3 separate regions of the Gossypium hirsutum genome follow, and regions 1 and 2 are each linked to region 3. Evidence: chromatin contacts called from public Hi-C data. All regions are on one chromosome and are shown on one strand. The core of a region is the stretch at or near the end of the contact, and the rest is flanking DNA. Distances in the headings are between cores, read along the strand shown. Region 1 holds the start of LOC121208230 (egg cell-secreted protein 1.4). Region 2 has its middle 16 kb from the start of LOC121209207. Region 3 holds the start of LOC107915887 (U-box domain-containing protein 29).

The links. A called contact is a pair of places that touch in the nucleus more often than the background predicts.
Region 1: a Hi-C map of leaf shows a contact between it and region 3, with 2.6 times the contacts expected there. The contact joins the promoter of LOC121208230 here to the promoter of LOC107915887 in region 3. A contact is called at or near these places in 7 of 34 Hi-C or Micro-C datasets (callus, leaf and petal).
Region 2: a contact with region 3 is called in a Hi-C map of leaf, with 4 times the contacts expected there. The contact joins the enhancer-like site here to the promoter of LOC107915887 in region 3. A contact is called at or near these places in 2 of 34 Hi-C or Micro-C datasets (callus and leaf).

What each region holds. Positions count from the first base shown.
Region 1 is chrA10:14,017,659-14,021,519 of Gossypium_hirsutum_v2.1, reverse strand. It overlaps LOC121208230 (egg cell-secreted protein 1.4), which reads right to left and starts at 1,952. Exons shown (of 1, transcript XM_041078775.1): 1 at 1,066-1,952. The coding sequence starts at 1,670. The coding sequence ends at 1,299.
Region 2 is chrA10:14,722,884-14,726,393 of Gossypium_hirsutum_v2.1, reverse strand. No RefSeq gene overlaps it. Among protein-coding and RNA genes, the nearest start is that of LOC121209207, 16 kb to the left of the region's middle. Within about 2 kb of position 1,938, at least 1 of the 9 cell types and tissues checked has an H3K27ac peak or open chromatin away from gene starts, as enhancers often do. A contact at or near this core is called in leaf, where this site is marked.
Region 3 is chrA10:14,359,180-14,362,831 of Gossypium_hirsutum_v2.1, reverse strand. LOC107915887 (U-box domain-containing protein 29) reads right to left here and starts at 1,311. Exons shown (of 2, transcript XM_041078489.1): 1 at 883-1,311; 2 at 260-784. The coding sequence starts at 1,311. The coding sequence ends at 260.

The sequences.
Region 1 (3,861 bases), core at 703-3,202, 340 kb after region 3:
TTGGTGAGGATAGAGATAGTGGTTATTGTATAAAAAGGAAGACTGATTTTAAACGTAGTTGGCTTGACTCCACTACTTTTGAGGTGTTGAACGTTAGAATTTAGAGCACACCATCCATTTAATCTTGAAATTTGTTTTCTAAACCGATCTAATCGAACTGACTTCGAGTTGGTCGGTTCGGTCGATTAACCCAAGTTTTTGTCCCTGTAAACCATTTTCAAGCGGCATACAAACATCTCAGCTATACCTTATCTTGCTGGTCATGTTTGCATGCCAAATTAAAAGGGGGAAGATCAAAGTTGAATGCCGGCTGGCAGGCGCAGGCGCTGGATTGCAACGAAGGTCGAAGGGGGCAGCTTTGCTATTTTTTTTTTCTTTCTATTTCAAGAAGAAGACATTTAGGAATTAGGGGTTCTGTTCTGTTTAGTTTAGACAAACACAACTAGGGCTCTTTTTTTAAAAAGAAAAAAAATTGGGTTTTAAAGTCTTTGGGTAAGATCAATTGGTTTGCTAAATTTAAACTGGGTTAGCCGGTTAGTTTTTTGGGTGTACTTCGGCTTTAATAAATATTATAAATTATAAGCCCGTTTGTCGGTCAATTTCAAAACCGACTCCTTTATTGACCAAACAGACGAAACCGACATGGACCAAATCGAACCGGCCAGATAAAACCGACCAATGGTATACCCCAGGGAAATGTACTTACTGATGATGGTTAGGTTTTTTGGCAAGGCGACAAAGCAATAAAAATGTACTTAATTAGTTTTGAGTTAAATTTTTACTATTTTTGTTTTGAAATTTTAAAAGAAGGGCCTATGCCCTAACCTTGTCCTTTAAGTAGGGCAGTAGGATTCATAATTTCATTCCAATCTACCTCCTAATTTAAACTTAGAATATGAAAATTAAAATGATTTTTACTATTAAAATAAAAACAATAATATAATATCTTTTCTTTATATTTAATTTTTTTAGTAAGAGATTAAAATGAATTAATTTAAGTATTAGGTATCTGATTTTAATTTCAGGGTAAAAAAAGAGAAAAAATTAAGTAATAATTAAAATCATTATAATTGTTAGGGAGGGTGGAGTGGTAGATTTTATAAAGGTCTTCCTAGGTACTCCCTACTCATTCTCCTTTTTACTAGGTAATCTAGCATTCTAGCTAGCTTAAGGAAGACCAAACGATTTCATGGTTGACAAGTGTTTAATTTCATTTAAACTTTATTACATATCAAACAGTAGCGGAACACCAAACAAAATACAAATAAAAACTCAGAACTTTGAGAGTGCCACCTTCTTTAACCAACTGGCGAGGCGGCTAGAGGAGCAGCAGCAGCAGGAGTAGAAGATGCATCACAGTAGCCTCTAAGGATGTTGCCTTCCTCAGATGTGAAACCAAGGGAAGTGAGCATGGTAGGCCAACATTTACGCGTGATAACCTCGATGCCACCACAACATTCAGGGCCCATGTCAGTTTGGCCATTAACAAAGAACAGAATGATCTCATCTGTGCATGATTTCAGCTCATTTAGTGCATTCCAGCACTCGGCAAGCCCTCCATTCTCCTCCAGGCGGCCTGGCTTGCTGGAGATGGGCAGTTGGCGTGCAGCAGTTACAGTAGCCAAGACATAGACGAGGACCAAAACATGAAACAAATATCTGACAGCCATGATCAACTTCTTCTTTTTTCTTTTTCTTTATTTTTTTTTTTTGCTTTTGAATGTAATGGATGAAGAGCCCTGGACTATGAAGAGGTTATTTATAGGAGAAATCGAGGGAGAGGAGTGGACTAAAACCGAAGACGCCTTTTAAGTTATTAATAAGAGGATCTAATTGTCTTAATCATAGGACTCTTTAAGGGGAAGATGATGGGTTTGTACAAGTGAGTAACTTGCATGAATACCAAAAGCTGCAATATGTGATGGCATGAAAGGTTGATCATATGAGCCTAGTAAATAATGTAGAATATAGTGTACATAACAGAATATTTAAAAAAAGTAGTTCTAAACGAGCAATATAAGGATTTTTTTTTTACTGATAAATTTTTTTAGCCAAATGGCGTAATTTTATATTATTTGACAATCTAGTCCAATTTTGATGACAAGACTCGCCACATCAATAAAAGTGGGCTACATCATTTGCATTTTTTTGTCTATAGGAGTTAAAAATAAATTTTGTGTCAGTTCAGGCAATTAAAAGTCTTTTAGGTTCAATGGTGGCCAAGGTTCCCTGATAGAATTGATTATCGCTAGTCTAAAACGTGGAAAGATACTGTTGCGAATGCTTACAAATGTCTTTTGCAAGGATCTTTGGATCCCATGAACCAAATCTAGAAGAGTATATGGAAAGTGAAAGTTCCCCAGAGTCCAGAGAACTCGACACTTTCTCTGGCTTTTAGCAAAAAGGAGAAGCTGCTAACGAACTATAGTAGATGCAGGAGATCTTAGTAGGATTCTGTAGTTTGTGCAGTTTGGAGTTGAGAGTCTTGCATTCATTTAACGCGGGATTCTCCTATAGTTTCTCTAGGTTGGACCAGCATTATTCCTTTGAATGCATTTGGCAGCAAGGGAACATGTTTGTTTTCCAACAGTCTAGTTTGTAGATTGCTAGAAGATGTTTCACTTGGGGAAGAGGGTACAAATAGCTATGGCAAGTGAACTTAGTCATAGTGTAGGGGGAGACGAGAGATTGGTTGGAAGGCTCCACCATCAGGGTGGACTAAGCTGAATTTTGATGGATCAGTAATGGTTAGCTCAAGAGCTGCTGCAGCTGGAGGGTCATTGCGCGATGGAAGTGGTGAGTTTCTAGTTGGTTTCTACTGCAAAGTTGGGCATTTGCTCAGTATTGGAAGCTGAAATTTGGGCAGTGTATCATCGTCTTCGTGTGGTATGGCAGAGAGGATACAGGACTAAATCTATAACTTTAGGAATAGAATAGGACTAATAGCAAAATTTTATAAAATGAATTTAATTGTTACCATTTAGTAAAGATTAAAATTTTAAAAAGTAAAAAGATTAAAATCGATCCATTCTAAATGTATAGGGATTAATAACCAAAATAAAAGAAAAAATACAGAGTCTAAACCTACAACTTATGCATAGTATAAGTTCTTATAAAAATATTTAATTTTTTTTAATAATTAATTTTTGTTTGACTTATGACTAAGTATCATATTTACTCATAATTTTATTCAAATTAAATTTTTATGCCTTTAGTTTCACAAAATTTTGAATATTTAGTATATGAAAATTGATTATCATTTTCATTATTCAGAATTTATAAGTATTTTTTTATTATCATGCAAATATATTTGTGTGTATATATAGTTGAATATGATTGTTGAGATAATATATATTTCATTTGTATTTTGTCATAACATATTTCTTAACATGAAATGGGTTACATTTATTAATAAGTAATATGTGTATATATACGTGTGTTTAGACATATATATATAGGTATGTTTTTTTTTTCAAATATATAGATACGTATTTGATATATTACTTTAGGAGTTATATTGTAAATGTTATATATGTAATTTCTAATATTAATGTAACATATAAAACAAAATTTTAATATTCTGAAAGTTGTGATGGTTGTTATCCATCATGTGTTTTTTAAAAGCAGTGATGGTTTTAGTTTGGCATAATTGTAAAAGAAGCTCTTAATCTTTTGGGGCTTTTGGATATATGCCCCTAACTTCTTTTTTTTTTTTGATTTCAGTCTTCAACGTAATAGATTTTTCAGACATCAACCCAATTGAAACGATAATCGTTAGTTGATCGTTACTCAACAGTCGGTGAAAAATATTAGTCTATGTGGCGTGCCAGTTGACTGATGACGTGACAGACATTTAAATAA
Region 2 (3,510 bases), core at 689-3,188, 360 kb before region 3:
GTAATAAATTTGGATATGATATAAAAAAATTTCTTTAATTGGAATCACCCTGGCAAAAAAATAAAATACACTAAAAATCCTATCACAAGGGTATGTGTGTAAAAATAAAAAATTTAGGGTATAAATGTGTGTTTTAAAACAACATATAATAAATAATGAAATATATTGTTTGAAATAAGTAATAATAATAGCATATTTCATATGAACAATGTTAAAAAAAAAGAATAAATTTGTTTATCATTATGTTGCCATTAATCTTGAGTTGGTGTCGAGTTAACTTGTGACACCAACTCAATTAAATACATTAATATATATATATAATTGATGGATGTAATAAAGTGTGCATAATAAAATTGAAATGTATAAAAATTTCAAAATATTGCTTTAGTTGAGTGACAAATTAAAAGTTTTACTAATGCAATTTATTTGAATTCAAATCCCATCATATGCAAATTTTTATTGATTTTTAAAATAAAAAAATTAAATTACCCTAAAATAATATAACTTATTTTAATTAAGGAATATTGTTTTCATAATTTCTCTATCCAAATTGGTGATTCGATTGAAAAGTACACCAACTCAATAAAACATTTAATAAATAGTATAGATGATAAATTGACAATATAAAAATAATAATTAAGCACAATATAAAATAAGACAAATATAATATATATATATATATATACAAACAGGGTAATATATAAATAAAATAAATTATTACTGTGTAAAAAGTATATAAATTTAAAAAATAATAAAATAAACATGAGTACACAAGTTTTCTCTTTCTTTTCTTACTTTACCTTTCAATAATTTTTTTCTTTCTTTGTTTCTAAAACACCTTGAGTATCATTGCTTAGTTATCTCTAAACATAAACATTCAAATTTGAAATTAAAAAAGATGAAATTGAGTGCTGCATTTACTTTTAGTAATTTTAAAATGTTTTATTAAGATTCATCTTTCACAATCCACAAGCAATCAATTTTAAAATGTTTGTTCTATTCTTTTTAATGTTTATTTTTAATATTTTATTATAATTTTATGAGGCTTTTATCTGCTCCTTAACCTTATTTGTAGAGTTTATTCCTCTAACAATGTATCAAATATTTTTTTCTATATTTAATATATTAATATTTATGTTTAATGTATTGATAATATATGAATTTATATATTATTAATGAATAAAAATATGACACATCATTAAATTTGTAATAAATTGAAATAGAACAGCCCACAAGCTAGAGAAAGAATCTTGGGCATTCTATTTTTTATTTTATTTTGAGTTAATTGGAATTTAAATTTATAGAAGTGGATTTATTTGGAACTTTTGAATAAAATCGAGAGTGTAATGTAGTTTTAAAATTAAATTAAATTTTGATTTAGTTTTAGTTTTAGAATTAACATTAAAAAGTTAGTTGTTTTTAAGGGATTGAATTTTGTTTTTCAAATATTCTTTTTAAATTAGAATTTATTTGGTTTTTTTTCTCAATTGAATTGAATATTCAATTATTAATTTTAAATTAATTTTACTTTGTTTTTCTTAATTTTAAATTAATTTTACTTTGTTTTTCAAAATTTTGGTATGGGAGTGGCGAATATTTAAACATCCAGGTATGGGTCTTTGGCATGAAAAGGAAAAGAAAAAAAATAATTAGAAATTTATTTTTAAAATAAAATAAAATATTTAAATTTTATAAATAAAATTTGATTTTGTTTTAAAACAAAATTTAATTATTATTGTGGGCTAATATGTAAAGCCATGTTAAAAATCAAGTCTGATCAAGTTCATATTTGAGTCTAAATTTTAAGCCCAAAAATTAGTGTGGGTTTTAAGTAGTAATTTTCGTTTGGGGTTAAAGTCCAAAGTTTGAATCAAAATCCAATATTTGAGTCCACATTGGTCTGAGGCCCCAGGCCCATCTTTTATGAAATTTCAAGTTAGGGTTTTGGAACCCTAAAGTGGTAGTCGCACGTGGGAAATTCCGGAAGTCAGAATGCATTAAACCGGTGTCTACTTTTATTTTTTATATATTAAAAAACAAAAAATAAAATATCGAAAATGAAAAATAAAAAACTGAAAGATAAGAAAATGTATTTCAAGAAACAGTCAATAGGCTTGAAAAATTGTATTATTATCAAGAGGATCACCAATAAAAGTAGTCCTAAGGGTCTTTGTTGGTTTAAATTCCAACAACTTCGATTAATCGACCTAAACTAGTATTTATCAAATTAATTGATTCTTTTAAACTCTTAACCGTTAAATTGAAACGAAATTTGTTCAAAAAAATTTTATTCGAATCGAACTTTTTTTGTTAATTCAGTTTGTTAATCGAATTAACCGAAATTTATATATTTTTTTGATTTTTGGTTAAAACAAGTATAAAACATTAAAAAAATTAACCGAATTAAAATATTTAATCACTACATAATTAAAAACACTACATAAGTCTTGAAATTAACACATAATTAAAATGTAAGTATTTAATATTCTCCATTTGTATCCATTTCTTCTCTCCAAAAGATCTTCATTTGCATTATACCTACAAAAATTATGTGCAAAAAATAAGCATATAATAGAAATATATGCATTTAAAAAAATCAAATAACATAAACAAATGAATATATTGTAAGTTAACAAGGATAGATAGTAAACATACCCTTCAACTCACGAAAGCTCATGAAAGGGTAGGTTCTGATGCATTCCAAGAAAAATCTAAACATTAAATTAATTAAATAGATTAATGCAAGAGTGATATGGTAAAAAAATTGAAACTATTAAAACGAAACAATAAATATACCATTTTCAATCTTTTCAAGCTCTTGGATTTATTTTCAATCTTTTTTATGTCTTCTTGTGATGATGATTTTTGAATCCAATATTGAGTACACACAAGAGTTTGTACAATTTTAGGAGTTAAGAACTCCTAAATCGATCAAACACACTCCCTCGATGCTAAATGCAGACTCTGAAGCAATCGTAGAAACCGATATAGCTAACACATCTTTGGCCATCTTTGAAAGAGTGGGAAATCTAGGGCTATTCACTTTCTACCACAATAAAATATTAAAATCTTCAACAAAATCCTCATTAGCGTCAACTATATATTTATCCAATTCAGATGTTTTATTCTCACCACCATTTTCCAAATCACGCTTCTTATACAAAGCTTGCATACGCCTTTTTATTTTTTGTTGTGGTTCACCAAGAGAAACATGTGTTGACACACTTGATTGACTACAAATACTATAAAGTGGAGGCTTATGCTCATCAAACAATTCATACAAAGCTTCCTTTAATTTTTGCATCATTTCACAAGTTTTTTCAGAACTAGACATTTCACTAAGTGCAAATTCAAGATACTTTAATTTTTGTCTAGGATCTAAAACACAAGCAACAAACATAAGCAAATTCATCTTATCAATATCACCCTAATACTTTCATACTTTTCTTTCATCTTCATGGCCATAACACTGAAATCAACATCAATATTTGATTAAGCATCTCGTAAAAG
Region 3 (3,652 bases), core at 62-2,561:
TCTTTGTCCTTTTCACAGTTTAATATCAAATCAAATCAAAACACACAGAGTACAGTAAAATCAAATGAATTTTCCACTATACACAACTTTTCTTTGGTTTACAAACATGGGGTTCTTCAACGGGGCATAATATGGATAGTCTTGGTATCATAATTTGATAAAAAAAGTTTATAATTAACCCCCAAAACCTTGACTAAATCCCTCGACATTTTCCTAACCGCTGACGAACAATTGCTCTGCATCAGCAACAAGAACTTGGTCATCCCATTGCTACTAGCCACTGCTTCTTGCGCTTTCCGATCTCTAAACAAATAACAACCACTCCAAAGTATCGCCACCGCGTGCTTGATACTGTCAACACTGTCTCAGCAATCCTTCCTAACAATACCGAATCATGCCAAATCTCCACTCTCCCTTTTTTGCAAATGGACAACTCTTCCAGCAGTGTCAATGCCTTCTCTGTTATCGAAGTAGTAGTGTTTGGTTGGGACAAAAGGTACTTTAATTCTGGGATTATTCGATATTGGATTACTATGGTTTTTAAATGTTTTGGCATTGTGATTGCGATAAAAAATGATAAGCTGGCTTCAATCAATCTTGGGTTCTCTTTTCTTAATGATTTTACCAATTCCGCTACTAATCCCTCTTTTTGACCTATTTTGAGCTTCGACTCTCCATTCACCGCTATAGACTCCAGTAATCGAACCGTTTCGATTTGTGAATCTGAATTCCCTCTTTGTAAAACCAGAAGAATTATCGACAAGTAATTTGTTTCCAACAATGGCTTCTTATAAAAAATTTGGTTAACATCAAATCCAAAATCTTAACAACCTGTTACACTATTTTAATGCCCGATTTTGCATTCCTCATCAAATCCAGCACCTTACTGAAAAACCTGTCCATCTTGGCAAGGAATTCCCGGTTTTCCTCTGACTCTCGCGCGAAACAAATGATCTTCGTCAAAGATAAGAAGCAATTGATGTCAAGGTGTTTGACCAAGAGTTTGACCTGATTTTGAGAAGGAACAACAACTGAATTGCGGACCGACTCGGCGTCGAGTTGACGGCAAGCGACTGAGTCGAGCCAGATTTGGATGAGTCGTTGTAAATTCCGGTTGAGAATAAGGTCTTTGCTTTCGAGGACTTGCATTGTGGCGGGACATGTGTTGTTGCCACTGTCTAGCCAACGTTGGATGCTAGCTCTGTCGTATGTCACCCCCGTGCATAAGCTCACTGGGGATTTCATCACATCCAACAATATCGGACACCGAAAAGAACTTGGAACCACAATGTATAAATCGTCTCTTGCCATTTTGTTTCTTTATTTTCCTCATTTGGATGACGAGAAAGTGAGTGGAAAATGAAAATTTTCTGAAATAGGAAGAGGGAAAATAGAAAAAGGTGGGAGAAGTGAAAGGGAGAGAGTTGAGGTTTAAAGAAGAAAGAGAATTTAGTCAAAGAATTCTTGATGACGTTATCAACTACCTCTTTTTTTTATTTGTTAAATACAATAATATCTTACTAATTCAAATTTTTTATTAAAAAACTAAATTACTGCACTTTTTGTCTGTCAAAAAATTATAGCACATTGTGAATTAAATATTATGCCTTGAAAAATAAAAATTATAAATAAATTAATAGAGCAAAAAATTAAAATTAGACATAATGAGAAGGATAGAATTTCTTTTTAAAAAAATTAAGAATCATGAATAATAAAAATGTAAAGATATTCACATAGTATAAATAATAGACGATAAATAAGACATTACAATTTGATGTACAAATTCATGTTTATAAAATAATTTTTATCTGATGCACAAATATCATGTCCGTAGAATAATTCTTACTAGGAGAAAATCAAATTAGTAGTACTAGCTAGCCATTATTAGAACAACTTGATGATAAACTCTCAACTAAGAAGCCACTATTAAGAACCCCAAAATACTCACTTCATCGATAATGCACAAAATGCCATATCTCATATAACCTATCCTCCTCCTCATCATCTCATATTTCAATTTTACAAACATTTTCATTATGCTTTATTATGATAAGGTTCTCCAAGATTAGTTTCCAGCATCTTTATTCTGATAAATCTAATATATATGCTATAACGTAACTTTAAACTAAAAATTAAAACTCAAATCACCACTAATTTAAAAAAAAACAAAATAGACAAAATAAATACCATGATAAAGTGAAATAAAATTTTAAAAAATATACTATTAAAGAAGCCACGAAGTTAGCAAAATAAAAAATTTGGTTTGAAAAAATTGAATGGCTAGAATTTTTTTATCAAGAAAAGTGGAACAAATTTTATGAGCTAATTTTTTAACTCGCCGGAATCATATTCCTAATATTGTATTTATTATATGTTAGATATAAATATATAAATATTATTATCTTACTCTTTAAAATAATTTTGGAATATATAAATCTATTACACATAATTTATTTCAATTATTTAACACCAATCTTATATTAAATTTGTTTCATTTCCAAATTTAATCAACTCCCTATCAAATTCATTTTTTTAAAGGTGGAAACTCCACAACAAAAAGAATAAGAAAAAAATGTTAAAACAATTTAGATAAAAAAATATAAAAATTGCGTTTAGGGCGTTGCCTCGTCGGACTTCACCATAGAACTGTATTTGGCTGCGAGAGGTTGGTAATTTGTCTGGTCAGGCATCTGGTATTGTCTCCAATCCTAGTATTGATGCTCTTGGAATTAACTCGACTTCTGACTTTGTGAATATGACCGTCAAGTGTATGGGGTGAATTTAGGTGGGGTTACACATATTGAAGGAAGACGCTATGGACAATTCGGTATAAGACCTTGAGGGTATGGAGGTTATGGGCATTGTTCATGAGGATCAACTAACAGAGGTGGTGGATGAGAATGAAAGGGCAAGGGTTCTTTCTTCTGTCATTACTATTTCTATGAATGCTGATTCGATAAAGACTACTTATTTTGAAGTGACTGGCTCTATTAGGCAGAGCAATCGACTATTATGGATTTCCTGAGTTGGAGAATCCGCGGAACATTTGATAGGTTCAGCATATGTTGAAAAAATATAACCCTAAGCTAATTTTTTTTATTGAAACGAAGGTTAGTGGTAGATGCATAAAAAAATCGATGTAAATTAAGCTTTCTTTTTGGCATCGATGTTCCTGCTTTGCGTTCTTGGGGTGGATTGTCGATGCGTTGAAAGTAAGATTTTAATGTTTAGTTACAAAGATTTTCAGGCTCTCATGTTGATGTGGTTATTAGGGATGATTCAGATGGTTCGGGACAAACAACGTCAAATGAAGGTTGCCACAGGTTGATTAGTTGAATTGAATAATACAGACCTTTTTGAATGTGTTCTGGTAGAAATTATGGATGTCAAATTGGCTATGAACTTAGAAGCTAACAAAGAAGAATTTTTTTGGGAATAAAGAGCGCGAGCAAATTGGTTGACGTAAGGAGATTGTAATATTACGTTTTCCCATATGTTTGCCTCCAATAGGAAACATATAAATACTATAGATTGTTTGGAAGATGTGAATGATTTGTTTTCTACACAGGCTAAGGGGATTTGGCTCATTTGTTAGGGGGAGTTGCTGCTTGTATTAGTGATCGAATGAATGTTGATTTGATGATGAATTTTT